2 separate regions of the Mus musculus genome follow, and region 1 is linked to region 2. A link is a contact called in public HiChIP or PLAC-seq data. All regions are on one chromosome and are shown on one strand. Each heading gives the region's core, a stretch centred on a gene start, on an enhancer-like site or on the middle of the called end of the contact. The rest is flanking DNA. Distances are from core to core; before and after follow the strand shown.

Region 1 (6,556 bases), core at 262-2,761, 710 kb before region 2:
ACACATGGATTTTGAATCTTAAGATTTCTGTAGCTATGAATTGCCAAAAAGGAAACAGCTGGGAGCTGAAAGTCCCTGCAGGTTAAATTCTGTATCTCGCTTCCTGGTTTTTGCAAAGGTGGTACTAAGCCAATAGATGGTGTCCTTAGGTTAGAGATGAGAAAACTTTTCCTTTTAAAATTCATGTTGTTACCTGAAACGGAATGTAATACCGCTAGCCTTTGACGGTTCATAACCTATTCTGACCAGAGTGGACTTTGTTCTTGGTTCTGTGGGGTAGATAAAGGTGTCGGTAAAATACTGAAGGTATTGAATTAATGTTATCTTCTTTTTTTTTTTTTTTTTTTTTTTTTTTTTTTGAGTTCAGTACTCAGTCTATCCACAACCAAATAAAAGCCCTGGCCAGGAGTACTTTTAGATCGGTTAAACAAAGTGTTCAGTTTTACGTTCTTTGCTTTAAATCCCACTTCAGAGAGACTGAGGTTAACTAATTCCTCTTTCTCTGCTCTTGTCTCAAAATTGGACCTGCTAAAAGCAAAGTGTCTTTGTACTTAACAACCTAGTGCTTGCTGCTCTTTCACTCTCTGATTTTAGGTCAGATTAAGTGGAAAGTCGCTTTCTGGGTTTCTGGGTAGTTCATAGGCTGAGGGTGGTGCTAGCTCCAGAGATAGGGTCAGTGTCCCATTCTGCCGGCACTAGCTGTGCAGCTTTGAGTAGGTTCCTTTACCTCTCTGAATGTACACTGCTTCCATGTCTGAAGAGAAAGGTTTGCAGCTGTCCGGTTTTTTTCAGTAAGTAGGATTTCTATTTTGCACAATGTTTTATTATTGACATCAAGTATGCTTACAATTTGGAAAAACCTTTGCCCTCTTTGTTCTTTTTTTTTTTTTTTTTTTTTTTTGATCTTGCCTGAGTTTATTTGTAGTATTTGTAGACACTGGTCATCTGCAAATAGTGTGTGGGGAGGTGTGTCACAGCAGTCCGTCTGTCTTCACACTGGCAGGAGCCTTTTCTACGGGGCCTTCACAGGGGTCTGGGCACCTTTGGGAGCCTGGGCTGGAGCTGAAGCCTGGGCCTTAGCTGGAGCTTTGGCCCCTGCCTTGGTTTGGACCTTGGGCTTCGGTTGGCAGAGCCTCTGACCCTTGGCCATGTAGCTTCGAATCCGCTTCCCAAGCTTAGGATGAGCGATGAAAGCCAGCCGCTTGAGTTTGGGGCCTTTTGGCATCTTGGGCTTGATGGCCTGAGGCTTCACCAGGGCCTTGATGGCCTCTGCGCGCGCACTCACTGCCTTTGCATTGTTGGCCTGCATCTTCTTCAGGCCTTTCTTGTTGTGCTTCTTGGCGAGGCACATGTTCCTCAGGAACTTGGGGTCAACCCCCTAAGAGATTCGTATCTTTGCGACTGGAGTTTCTTGATGCCATTTCTGTGCCATTTGCGGGACTGGTTGTGTGTGGTGTAGTTCTTGGACTTGGCCGTGTTTGCACGGTAACCAGCAGTGCCTGGGACCAAAAGAGAAACACCCTCTTTGTTCTTGAGGGTTCTGAAGCTTTGTTCTTGAGGGTTCATGGCAGCTTGGGAAAGACTTGCAAAGCAGACTAACCCTTGCAAGCAGGACAGGAAGTAGGACAGACACATCTGTAGCAATTGTCACCCTCCATCTTAGTCCATAGGCATGGGGTTAGGTGGCCCTCTGTTTTAAGAGAATGTTTCTTGCCATAACTAGTGGTGTGTCACCACAATACATTAATAAGAAAACCTTTAGCATTTTAAGCCTAGATACCCCCAGATTTTAAGCTTTTCCTGGGAGTGTTTATAACCTGTCAGGTCCATGAGACCTTACAGTTACAATTGTGAGGAAAATCCCCCCCCCCCCCCCCCGTTCCCTTCAAAGGGTATTTTAAATATTTTCTTACATTTATGTGTAGAGAAGGAGCTGCATTGCTTGAGATACTAGTTTTTTAGTGAAGAATGTTGGATGATTGAGAATATATATTTTCCCAGCATATTAACTGGGAATATATTTCCAATAATTTATTGGGAATTAAAAGTCGACCCTGACATTGAAGTACATTTGTTGATGAAAAGGAGGCGTTCTTCCCCTCACGAGGGTTTAGATGTAATACTCAGTGCTTACTCAGGAGTGAAAACATCAAATTAAACTGTTTATGCTGACAAAGGACAAATCTGGATTTCAGCAAGCCATGCAAGATTGTCTGATTGCTTGCCCTGCCGCCTGCCTCTAAAGCTTTTGGCCAAGGCTTATAATGAAATGCATGCATACAATTAAACCTTTTCAAGTCTGTGGCTTAGTCTCTCTGAGCCTGGAGAGGTGCTCCACTGCTCTCTAGTGGCTGAGTGCAGTCCCCTGGCACCAGCATTGCTTTGTATTCATAAATCAGCTTTTCACACACTGGCATTGTTGGCCTCGGTGCAAGCACCAGTACCAGGAGACGAGGCCTTGGAGGCAGGAATGGAGTGAAAAATGACCTCCATCCATAGGTCCGTGGAAAGCACCAGGTTTTCTGCAGGAAGAGTGGCCAGTTGACTAACAATGAGCAAGTGTGAGTAAGCGCTCTGTCAGGAAGAGCTGACACTGATGGATTAGAAAGTTCTGCGTGACTCCTTTATCGCTGCATACATCTTCCACCTTGGCAGACCACAGTGGCAGACAGGTCCTTGGGTGCTTAAAACAGACTGCTCCTTAGCAGAGGCAGCCCTTTTTCCTGTGAAGATCTGGTAAAATTGATTTGGGGAAAAGCAGTGGGGATCCATTTCTTGCTGTCTCTTAGAACTTCTCGGCATTGAGAAAAGAAATTTTGAACACCTTGGTTCCCATTAAAGCTACCACTCAGGGACCCGTGGAGAATGAGTATATCAGGTCACTGCTGGAGGACAGGCAGCTTGTCCCTGAGTCATTACAATAACTAGTTTTCATTGAGCTCTGACTATGCCCCAGCATTCAGCTTTGTACACAGTGTCTTCCTCAGCCTGTAGGAGTCACTGATCAAACGTGAGGCAATGGTACCTTGTGCTCAGAGTGATGTACCCAGAGAGGCCAGGGAGCCCAGAACTGTTCCCTACCTGAGTAGCTGTGTGTTTACAGAGCTTGGGCAACTGGCATGTCCCGAGTTGCTTCGGAATTGGGCCTGGGCTTCCTAGCCTCTGAACTGTAGGTTTAAATCTTCAGTGTACTTATTACTAGCTGCTGTGCTGTAGGAAAATCATTTGAAACAAGTGGAGTATCAGTTCTAGTCTTTAAAATGGGGGCTATCCTCTACACATGGCTTCAGGGCTGAGGACTCTGGGAGCATCAGTCTGAGTTTAAGCCTGGGACTTAGAAGAAGCAGATTTCCTCCTGCCAGATTCTTAGAGCTTGGGTAGCAGCACAGTGTGGAGAAGCCTTTCAGTTTTGATTTCTCCAGTTGTCCAGTAACAGTGAGTATAGAATTGTTACGTTTGATTTAGTATTTAAGCAAACATTGATATATAAAAGAATATACCTCTCAAAACTAAAACCGCATACATTCTGTGTTAATGCAAGCATTTTAAAGCATACAGAGCAAGTAAATGGCTGTGAGTTTTCACAAGACGTTCAGAATTTATTCTGAATTCTTACAGAAAAACAGGTTTAGGCTGAACCATAGGTTGAGCATCCCAGCTCTGAAGTGTGAAATTGGGGATCTTGACTGCAGGTAGACACCACACTGGACTTCATGTGACAGGTTGCAGTGGGAACTGAGATCCCCTTACGTATTGCATAAAATTACCTTCAGGCTATGTGTATAGGTTGCATATGAAGCAGATGATTTCATGTGTAGACTTGGGTCCCATCCCAAGATATCTCATTATAATTGTATGTATGCACATTTCCCCAAATCCGAAATTCAAATTATTTTTGATCCCAATCATTTTGGATAAAGGCTATTCAATCTGCACTAATGCTGTTAAGTACCTTCTGAGGTTTCAGAAAATTAAGACTTAATTTTATTTTTGAAAAATGTGGCTATTGTAATATAAATACTCTAAGAACATATGCCTAAGTGTCAGTGCTAGACAATAACAATACATTTAATCATTGAAAACATTAACTAAAATTCAAATATATTTTTTGAGTTTTTAAGTAAAATGAAAGTTATAAAGCAATACAGATTGTATTCAGATGTGTGGTGATTAGGCTCACTGTGAGCATTAGCTCAATGCTCGACTCACTTACTAACCTTGACTTTAGCATTTGGCTTTCCTGTGTAAGACAGGTGGTGGAAGGGAGAAAGCCCTGTGACTCTCAGGAGGACGGTGTAGGACATTGGCATGGTGCTCGCCTGGCATGTGTGAGGCCCTAGGTCCCATGCCCAGTACTACAGATACAAACAAAAGAAAAAAGAAAAGTGGAGTTGGAGACAGGGAGGCGGCAGATGATATTGAGGCAGGAGGACCACTTTTCCATGTCAATCTAGGCTATGGAGGAAGACTCCAAACCAAACCAAACAACACCACCCCCCCAACAAAACAAAACAAAACAAAACAAATTTTGGCTTCAAAATTGTTGATGTGCTTTAAGCATGAGCCATGAGATTGGATCAAGTTCCTTATCTCTGAGTGTCAATCTCCCAGTTTAAAAAGTGGGACCAGTACAATGTGCCATGTCTAAAGAGCCACAAAGCCAGGGGATGTCAGTGTGACCTGGAATTCCTCATGACCATGAGTCCATTGTTGCTGTTGTTTGCCAGAGTGTGCTTCTAGATGAGTGTGGTGTGCTCTAGACTTGATTAGATGGCTGACTTTCCCTCTGAGTCAGTCAGTCCTAAAGAAGGTCTCCTTAGGACCAGCTAAAGAGAGACAGGCATACTTATGGTGACTAACTGCTACCTTTTCTTGGTCCTCTTGACTCACACATGAATTGACCTTCCAGTCTGTGTGGCGATTTCATGAGGAGTGCTGCTGCTGCTGCTGCTGCTGCTGCTGCATCTGCATGTAATGGTAGCAAGATCTTGGTGATTTGCTAGCTTTGTTTTTTTCTTTTATAATGTTGGATTTTTCTCCAGGTTTATACCTTAAAATTACAAGCAGTGTGTGATTTTTGGAGAGAAAAATAAAGTACAAGTAAACAGAGTAGAAATAGTCATTCAGGAGTAGGCAGCTATTTTGATTCTTGGGCTTGCGGCCTTGTGTCATTTGTATTATGGAAGCACGTCTACTAATACTGCCATAGAAGATGCTCTCTCTCCTCAAGGTTCCCTGTGGACCCTTTTTATTGCAAATGAAAATATTTCTGTTTTGACATGTTTAATTGATTTGTACATATAATATTGCATTATTTATTTCTTCCATTCTTGCTTATTAGAACTTTAGATTTCTCTAGGTTTTTGTTTTATTGCTGCTGTTTGCTGATCTAAACAATAGCCCGTCTATGTATAGGACTTTGTTTCTTAGAGCAGCTCCCTTGTAGGAGGGCTTGGTGGGGATACACAACTTCTTTTTGGTTTTTTTGAGACAGGGTTTCTCTGTGTAGCCCTGGCTGTCCTGGAATTCACTTTGTAGACCAGGTTGGCCCGAACTCAGAAATCCACCTGCCTCTGCCTCCCAAGTGCTGGGATTAAAGGCGTGCGCCACCACTCCTGGCAGATGCACAACTTCTTTCTGATTTCTAAATTACCAGCAGAAAAGTTTTGTCCCCTTCTGCCCCTCCAATGCTTCAGTGCCCATTGTACCACATTTTTGTTGATGCTAATTGTTACTCTTTTTAATCTTTGTTAATTTAAAGGCCGACAATGGCTACTTTTTTACAATTTGCTTTTCTAACTGTGTATCTGTCTTTCAGCTTATAAACTGTTGTATCTTTGGAAATGATGTTTTTGTGTGATGTTTTTCTATTATTAATATTCTGCATTTTATAATTTTCTTTTTTAGTCTCAACACTTATAATTTACATTACAGCATTTTTTTAAGCCAGTGACTTTTGACTTACAAGAACAGATACTTCATTTAAAATCTTGGGTGAAGATGTGACCTTTGGGTAGAATGCATCAGCCCCTTCTGGAGGTCAGCAGATGTGCTTGGCTCCCCAGTGTTCTTCGCAGATCTGTAGGTGGGACAATGATAGGTTGACAGTGCCCTCTTCCCAGGACTTTGCAGGGTGTCATTTACAGGAAGAGTCTTTTAGTGAGCATCTTGCTAGGGCAGCCAAGGCCAGGCAGTGCCCACCTGAGTGGCTGCCGTGGATTAAGAGAACATAGAGCATAGTTCCTGCCCCTGCTAGTGCCAGCTCCCTGGGATTTAGATTTTCTCCTATGTCTGTCTTTCCACAGCCTGGCTTCTCGGAGTGTTAGGTATCAAGAGAGGCTGCCTCAGTGAGGGATGGACACAAAGGAGGACAGTGGGCCTGGGGGATAAGGTAGGGTGTGAGTATGTATGGAGCCATTCCCAGGGTTGCCAATCATTGAATTGTTCCTTGCTTTTCTGTTTTAAAGAGCTTTGTTCTGTAAGCAGCAGTGGTTACTCAGTCACTGTGGGTGATCAAAAAAGGCAGACTTGTGGAGGTTGCTAAGGAGCAACTACA
Region 2 (6,567 bases), core at 3,139-5,638:
AATGTCATCATTGCTGTCTGTAACGAGATGAATCCTAGGTAGAGGTCAACAGGAAGACAAACTGTTCCTCAGCCCTGGAAAGAATCGTGATGGCAGTGAAGCAAAGAGGCCAGCTGTAGGCAGTCTGGAGAGACAGAGGCCATGCCCATATAGTGGTGCATGTCTCTAAGGCCGAAAGCACTGGCAAAGGAGGACCTTGAGTCTAGGTTAGCCTGAACTACATAGTAAGACCCTGTCTCAATAGTAAGGAAGAAGCAGAATCCATTGAGGAAGAAAATTTAGGAGTCGGGTGACAAGGACAGAGTCAGAGAGTAGCTGAGGATGACGAGCATGTTCTAGGAGCTCTGGTTTCTTGGAAGCCTGTAGAAAAATTCTGTTGTTGTTCCAGCCATAAATGTATGGCAGCTATTTCTTTTTTATCTATTTCTGTCAAGTATCCTGAGGAAAATAAACAATATTGGTTTTCCTGAAGAACGTGCCTGAAGAGAGGCCTAGGAAAAGAATGGTCCCGTCATCTTGGTGGCTTGTTAGGAACATAATGAGAATAACATGGGAAACTTAGTCCCCTAATTTAACATCGTTGGGGGAATCATCTCCTTTGCAGGGAATGGCTTTGATACTGAGTTCATGGCTCCCTTTCATCACTGTAGGTGGAGCGTGGTCACGTGTCCTGGCAGTCAGCACTGCTCATGCTCCTCAGAATGTGATTTCTGAATAATTAGGTGTTTTCATTTAATTTTGAGGCATTTTCCAGACCTATTATGCAACAGGCAGAGTGGCGGGCACAGTCATGGGTCTTCTCCTTCAACACCCACAGCAACCTGAAAGATAGGTGGTAGCCTTGGAGTTACAGAAGAGGAGCTGACATTCCAGACAAAGCATGCCAGCCACAGAGTTGAGGGTTGGTAATAGTAAAGCAAGTGAGAAAAGCAAAGCAAGGCCCACTCCAGTGACTGGGCGGGGCTTTTCCATCCACACAGGTAAAAGGGGAAGGACATCAACTTTACTTGTGTTGATGGGACCCATCAGTTGGTAACCAAAAGCTTTCCCTTTGAAAACTTAGGTATGTGTCTGGGGTAGGGGTGGGGTTTAGGTTTAAGAGGTGTCAGATGTCTAGATGCTAATTCACCAAAGAGAGTGCATGAAGCCAAGAAGGAAACACAAAGAACCAGCAAAGAGGAATTGACAAGAAAGTCAGCAAGCTATATCCAGCGGAGTGAGATGAAAACCCAGAGAACACCTCAGCCCATGGGGGAAGACTAAGCAACAACTTGGACTAGAAAGATGGCTTAGTCTATAAATCACTGCCTTATAAGCCATGAAGACTGGGGTTCAGATCTTCAGAACACACATACAAAGCTAAATGTAGAGACTAGAGAGGTGCTCAACAGTTAGGAGCACTGGCTGTTCTTCCAAAGGATGAGGGTTCGATTCCCAGCACCACGTGGCAGCTCACAGCTGTCTGTAATTCCAGCTTCAGGGAATCTGACACCCTCACACAGACATACATGTTGGCAAAACACTAATGTACATAAAATAAAAATAAATAATAAATTACTTTTTAAACCTGGTTGTTATGGTGTGTGTGGGCACACACAAACAGCAGTGTTAAGATGGGAGGCAGAAAGAAAGAGAGAGAAGGGATGTTGGGAGCTCACATACCAGCTAGCCCAGCCTACATGACAATTTTTTTTTAAAGATTTATTTATTTGTTTTATGTAAGTACATTGTAGCTGTCTTCAGACACTTCAGAAGAGGGCACCAGATCTTGTTACTGATGATTGTCAGCCACCATGTGGTTTCTGGGAATTGAACTCAGGACCTGCAGAAGAGCAGTCTTATCCACTGAGCCATCTCTCCAGCCCCTAGTGTACCTTGTTTTGGCCTGTGCTTGACACATGTTCTTAAATCCATTTGCCCTGTGGCTCCTGTGATTATTGTTCAGTTATTGGTAAGAATTGGCCATTAGCTAAAGAGGGGTCCTACTAAAGATACCTTGGCTAGCTGTATTTGTCTGCCACCTACTCACGTAAATTGGTGAGTGCTGCTCTGATGGCGTGCTGTCCCGTGGCATTTTTATGGTGGCATGGCTTCCACAGATACCCTTCAGAGGCCACTGGGGCTCCAGGTGAATTCTCCCTAATAGTAGTGAGCACTACTCACCAACACAGAGCTCTTTCTGAAGGTTGCCCCACTGCCTAGGTACCCTTGCCACTACTCTGACTGATACACATGGGTAAGTGGGAGGCTTGCCTGGCTTCAGATCCTTATTCTACTGCTCCGGAAAGTATGACCTAGATACACACCTCTTCTGAGCATCAGATTTATTATCTATGAGACAAGTAAGTAACATTTCCTCTCTTAAACCGGTGTCTAAGAGGCTAAACAATACAAGCTGTATGGTAGTTAGTTGTTTATCCTTTTCCCAGTTACAGGATAGTTCTCTGTGCAAAATTTTAGGCTGAAATGACCAGCTTTCTCTTGCAAGGTAACTATGTTGGAGGTACACACTTGGTTTTGCTCCTCAGTTTCCACAGCAGGTGCCAACAACTATCACAGCCACTCCCACTCCCACCTCAGCCTGAGCCCTCCATCAGTCTGAGGTGTTTCTTGTAGAAACAGGACAGAAGGTCCATCCATTCCTCTCTCAGAAGGCTGACTATTTACCCATGGGTGACACATTGAAAACTCTGCACTTAATGTGTTTGATCTGTCAAGCAGTGTATTGTGAGCATGTGATTGGTGGCCTCCAAACAGTTGAAGACAGGGTGCATCTAGCCTGTATTTTCCACTACTTATTGCCTTACACCTCAGTGCCTTTGCTTGTTTGTATTCGCTGTGGACCTTCAACCTTTATGTCTAGGTGCATACTGACTTTATCCCCACAGCAAGCCAGGCCATCAAGCCCACAGGCAAAACTGAAACAGATTTGGACTCCTTTCTTTGTGTTTCAAGCATATTTTTGAGGGGTTTGTCTATTTATCCAAATACCATTTTTGAATGCCTACTATGTGTAGCTATGTCAGAGGCCCCATGACAAGGTTGACATGAGCAGCCTTCTTCAGACAGACACCAGTCAGTCAGTGCCAAGGCAGCCCATTATGGTTGCGTGACTCCACCCACATAATGCCTGTGGATCCTTCATTCTCCTTTTCCCTCACTGCATCTTCTAGTCCCCACCTTTATCTTGCTGCTTCTTCAAGAACAAAGAGCTGACTGAATGAAGAGTTTCCTCATTCATGGAGTCTCATGACTTAACTGTGGTCACCTCAGAAGAGCTCAGACTTCTAGCCTGAGAGACCAGTCACTATTCACTATGATGTCAGTTATGTGGAGCACACCAGAATGGCCCCTGAACCTGTCTCACACACTGAGGGGACAAGGGGAACAGAGAGCCCTTTGCTCAGAGCGCTTCGGCAACAGCCACTCAGGTTTTCACTGGCCCTTTTTGTGGCTAATTTTATGATCACAAAGGGCCTCTTGGCTTCAAATGTCCTGTTCCAGGAATAAGCTATGTACCTAAACTGCAACCCTTCTGCCAGAAGCTACAACAGAGTAAACACTACAAGTGTGTTATCAGGGTGACTTGGATTCAGGCAAGTCACAGTTGTGTGAGGTTTGATTCCACATCTTAGTCCACCCATGAATAAGCACTGCCTTCTATGGTCTTGAGAGGTGCTCTTGACAGGATTGTAAAATGCTCCACAAAGCACAGGGCATGTTGCTGGAACTCAGTCTAAGCACTCAGTTCCTTGTGCTATCACTTGTATGGCTACAGAGCTAACAGATTACCCATCAGCTGATGGGAGGTGGTATCCTCCTCATGGACATCTTGCCTGTTTCCTCCACTGGATGATCTTTCTGAGGGGAAGAACTTCCTAGTCATCTGTGTCCCTAGCACACAACTGGGCTTGTGAGATGCTGGTTTAAGGCTCAACTAAAGCTGACCCTCTCAAGCAACTGTGCTGTGACTCCATCTCTCTAGCCTTCAGGGATGGTATCCAGGACTTTGATTGTCCCCAGTGCAGATACAGTTACACACAGTAATGCCAGCTGGTGGAATCATTAAATGATATTTTCACCAGCCCAGGGCCCAGGACATAGTAGGAGCTCATTAAAAGGCTGCTATCATCGTTAATACCTAAAATAAAATAAAAGCAAGAAGGCAAAAATGAGGATGGGCATTGGTCACCCACTTTGGTATAAAGTGTGGACATTGATTGGAAGGCCATTTCAGAGAAGCAAAATGGCCCTTTATTCGTTTTGGGGAAGGGAGGAGGGTTAACGAGAGAGTCTTTTTCAAGTGTTTGCTCCATCTTGCTGCCACTTTACTATGTGTGGCTGCTGTTGCCATGGCAATTCTTTAAGCAATTGAATAGAGCAGCACTGAGTTGTTGCAAACTGGCTCTAATTGCTCCCATGCACCAGGCCTGCCCACATGACACGCTCCACACAGCACTCCCTCTTTCTCATGCGTATTTTCATAAATCTCTGGGCATTGTGCAGCTCCCTTGCCCTTGTGACATTGCCATCCTTGGGCAGAGGGCACAAGAAGCAAGTCTGAGTGGGAGAGAGGGCACCACCAATTTTCCCTGTGTGAGAAGCCTTGCAGACCCCAGGTTTAAGGGGATAGCAGGATGTGGGCTCAGCAGGGCCTTGAAACCAAATAAAACACTCATGGGATAGGTTTATTATATGTATTTGCCATTGTTGGATAATTTAGTCATCTTTTTAAATCCAGCTGTACCATTCCTGTGGCCTCCTGCCATGAGGACCCTGTGAATTGTGTAGTAAGAACTTCTGGCTTTACCCTCAGCAGGACTGGGGAGAACCAGCTTGGGGGAGGGGACGCTGGTGGTTTCGGTACCTTCTAGCGTGTCAGGCAGTGAGCTGGGTATTTCCCATGGATCACTTAGTTCACCAGGACATTGTTCATGGGGTGAAGATAAGGGAGCCAGTATTTCAGAACCATGACTAGTGAGGAAACAGAAGCACAGATATTTATTGTGAACCTTTGTAGCCTGGGCATGTATGACTTAACTAGGCACTAACCTGATTGATCCTAAGCCTGTGCCCTTTCTACTGACACACTGTCTCCCAGTAAAGAGATCAGGCTTAGGTGGCCTGTTTCTGTTTATTTCTTTTGTTTTTGTTTGAGATAAGATCTCAATACTGGGGGGCTGGTGAGATGGCTCAACAGGTAAAAGCACCCGACTGCTCTTCCGAAGGTCCTGAGTTCAAATCTCAGCAACCACATGGTGGCTCACAACCATCCATAACGAAATCTGACTCCCTCTTCTGGTGTGTCTGAAGACAACTACAGTGTACTTACATATAATAAATAAATAAATCTTAAAAAAAAAAATCTCAGTACTATAGTCAGGTTGACTTCAAACTGTGATTTCCCTGCCTCAGTCCCCACAAGAGCCAAGGAACCCTATTGAAGGAAAATTTTAAGCACCAAAGTGTCAATGTGGCCCTCTCTTGATCTTTTTTTTTTTAAAGTAGATTTTTATTCTAGCTCATAATGATTATAGTGTGGGTATCAGAGCCAAGTTAGACACTAAAGCCCTTTTACCACAAGGCTGCCTTCCATGAGTTTACTTGAAAGTGAATATTCCATATGCATTTGAAAACTTGCCTGTCAGTGTTCCAGGAAGCGTGGTAGCCAGTGTAAGCTTTTCTTCCTATTCCTGGGGTATTTGTAAAGTTAATTTGAACCTACAGTGTGCTTCCCCCAAAGCTCAGGGTGGCATGTAGGCAGTAGGGCCTATATCTCTTTTAGCCATTCCAGGGGATAGGGAAGGCTTGACCTACATTAGGGCAGGAGAATCATATTGAATTTTTTTCTTTATTTTCTGCTTTTTTAAAAAATGTTTGTATAATAAAGGGTGGAAGGTGAACAAACTGGCCTGTTCTCATCGAGATAAGAACACTAGCAACAAGGTCCTTTCTTTAATTCTTAATAGTACACTTTAACCAGTCCGAGGCATTGATTCAAACTAGTTTTATTGAATGGAAGAGGGACAGAGAAATGTACAGAGGTTTCTGTTGCATTGCTGTGAGCAGTCTTGACACAGCCAGTGGTGGTCATCAAATCAGTTCTTGACTAATTGTCAACACCTTGCTGCTAACACCATGAGCCTAATTCTGCCCTCCGGTCTTCCAGTCCACCCTGTCAGCCATACTACCTGGACTCAAGGAGGCTGTGTCACAGACTTCAAAGCCCCACCCTTTCCAGTGGCAACATGACCTTGTTTTCCTAGCAGTTCTTTGGGTGGCTTCTCCTGTGCCACTGACTGCTTTTCAGTCACATGACCATACCCTAGGCAGTCACTGGCAGTGGTCTCAGTCTCAGAGATGAGACCACTAGAACTGGCCCAGGAAATGAGACTGGAACACTTGTCCTTGAAGGAGAGGCCAGGGTTATATGAGTCTGTTAGAGACAGGCTAGAGTCTTGGGTAAGTTGTGATCCCAGGCGTGCACACACACAAACACAGACACAGACACACACACACACACACACACACACACACACACACACCCTGGAGCTTTCACTCCAGGGA

Evidence for each region. HiChIP or PLAC-seq counts read pairs in DNA pulled down with a chosen protein or histone mark.
Region 1: an H3K4me3 HiChIP or PLAC-seq map of embryonic basal ganglia shows a contact between it and region 2, with 6 times the contacts expected there. The contact joins two enhancer-like sites. A contact is called at or near these places in 4 of 39 promoter capture datasets (cranial neural crest, frontonasal cranial neural crest, maxillary cranial neural crest and 1 more), 2 of 115 datasets of contacts at active chromatin or transcription factors (SST interneurons and embryonic basal ganglia) and 1 of 9 other capture datasets (embryonic stem cells).

The regions. Positions count from the first base shown.
Region 1 is chr2:38,617,721-38,624,276 of GRCm38.p6, reverse strand. The region is part of intron 5 of Psmb7 (proteasome (prosome, macropain) subunit, beta type 7); the gene reads left to right. It also overlaps the pseudogene Gm13586. Among named protein-coding and RNA genes, the nearest start is that of Psmb7, 23 kb to the left of the region's middle. Within about 2 kb of position 1,511, at least 71 of the 459 cell types and tissues checked have an H3K27ac peak or open chromatin away from gene starts, as enhancers often do. A contact at or near this core is called in embryonic basal ganglia, where this site is marked.
Region 2 is chr2:37,906,747-37,913,313 of GRCm38.p6, reverse strand. The region is part of intron 13 of Dennd1a (DENN/MADD domain containing 1A); the gene reads left to right. Among named protein-coding and RNA genes, the nearest start is that of Crb2, 130 kb to the right of the region's middle. Within about 2 kb of position 4,388, at least 47 of the 459 cell types and tissues checked have an H3K27ac peak or open chromatin away from gene starts, as enhancers often do. A contact at or near this core is called in embryonic basal ganglia, where this site is marked.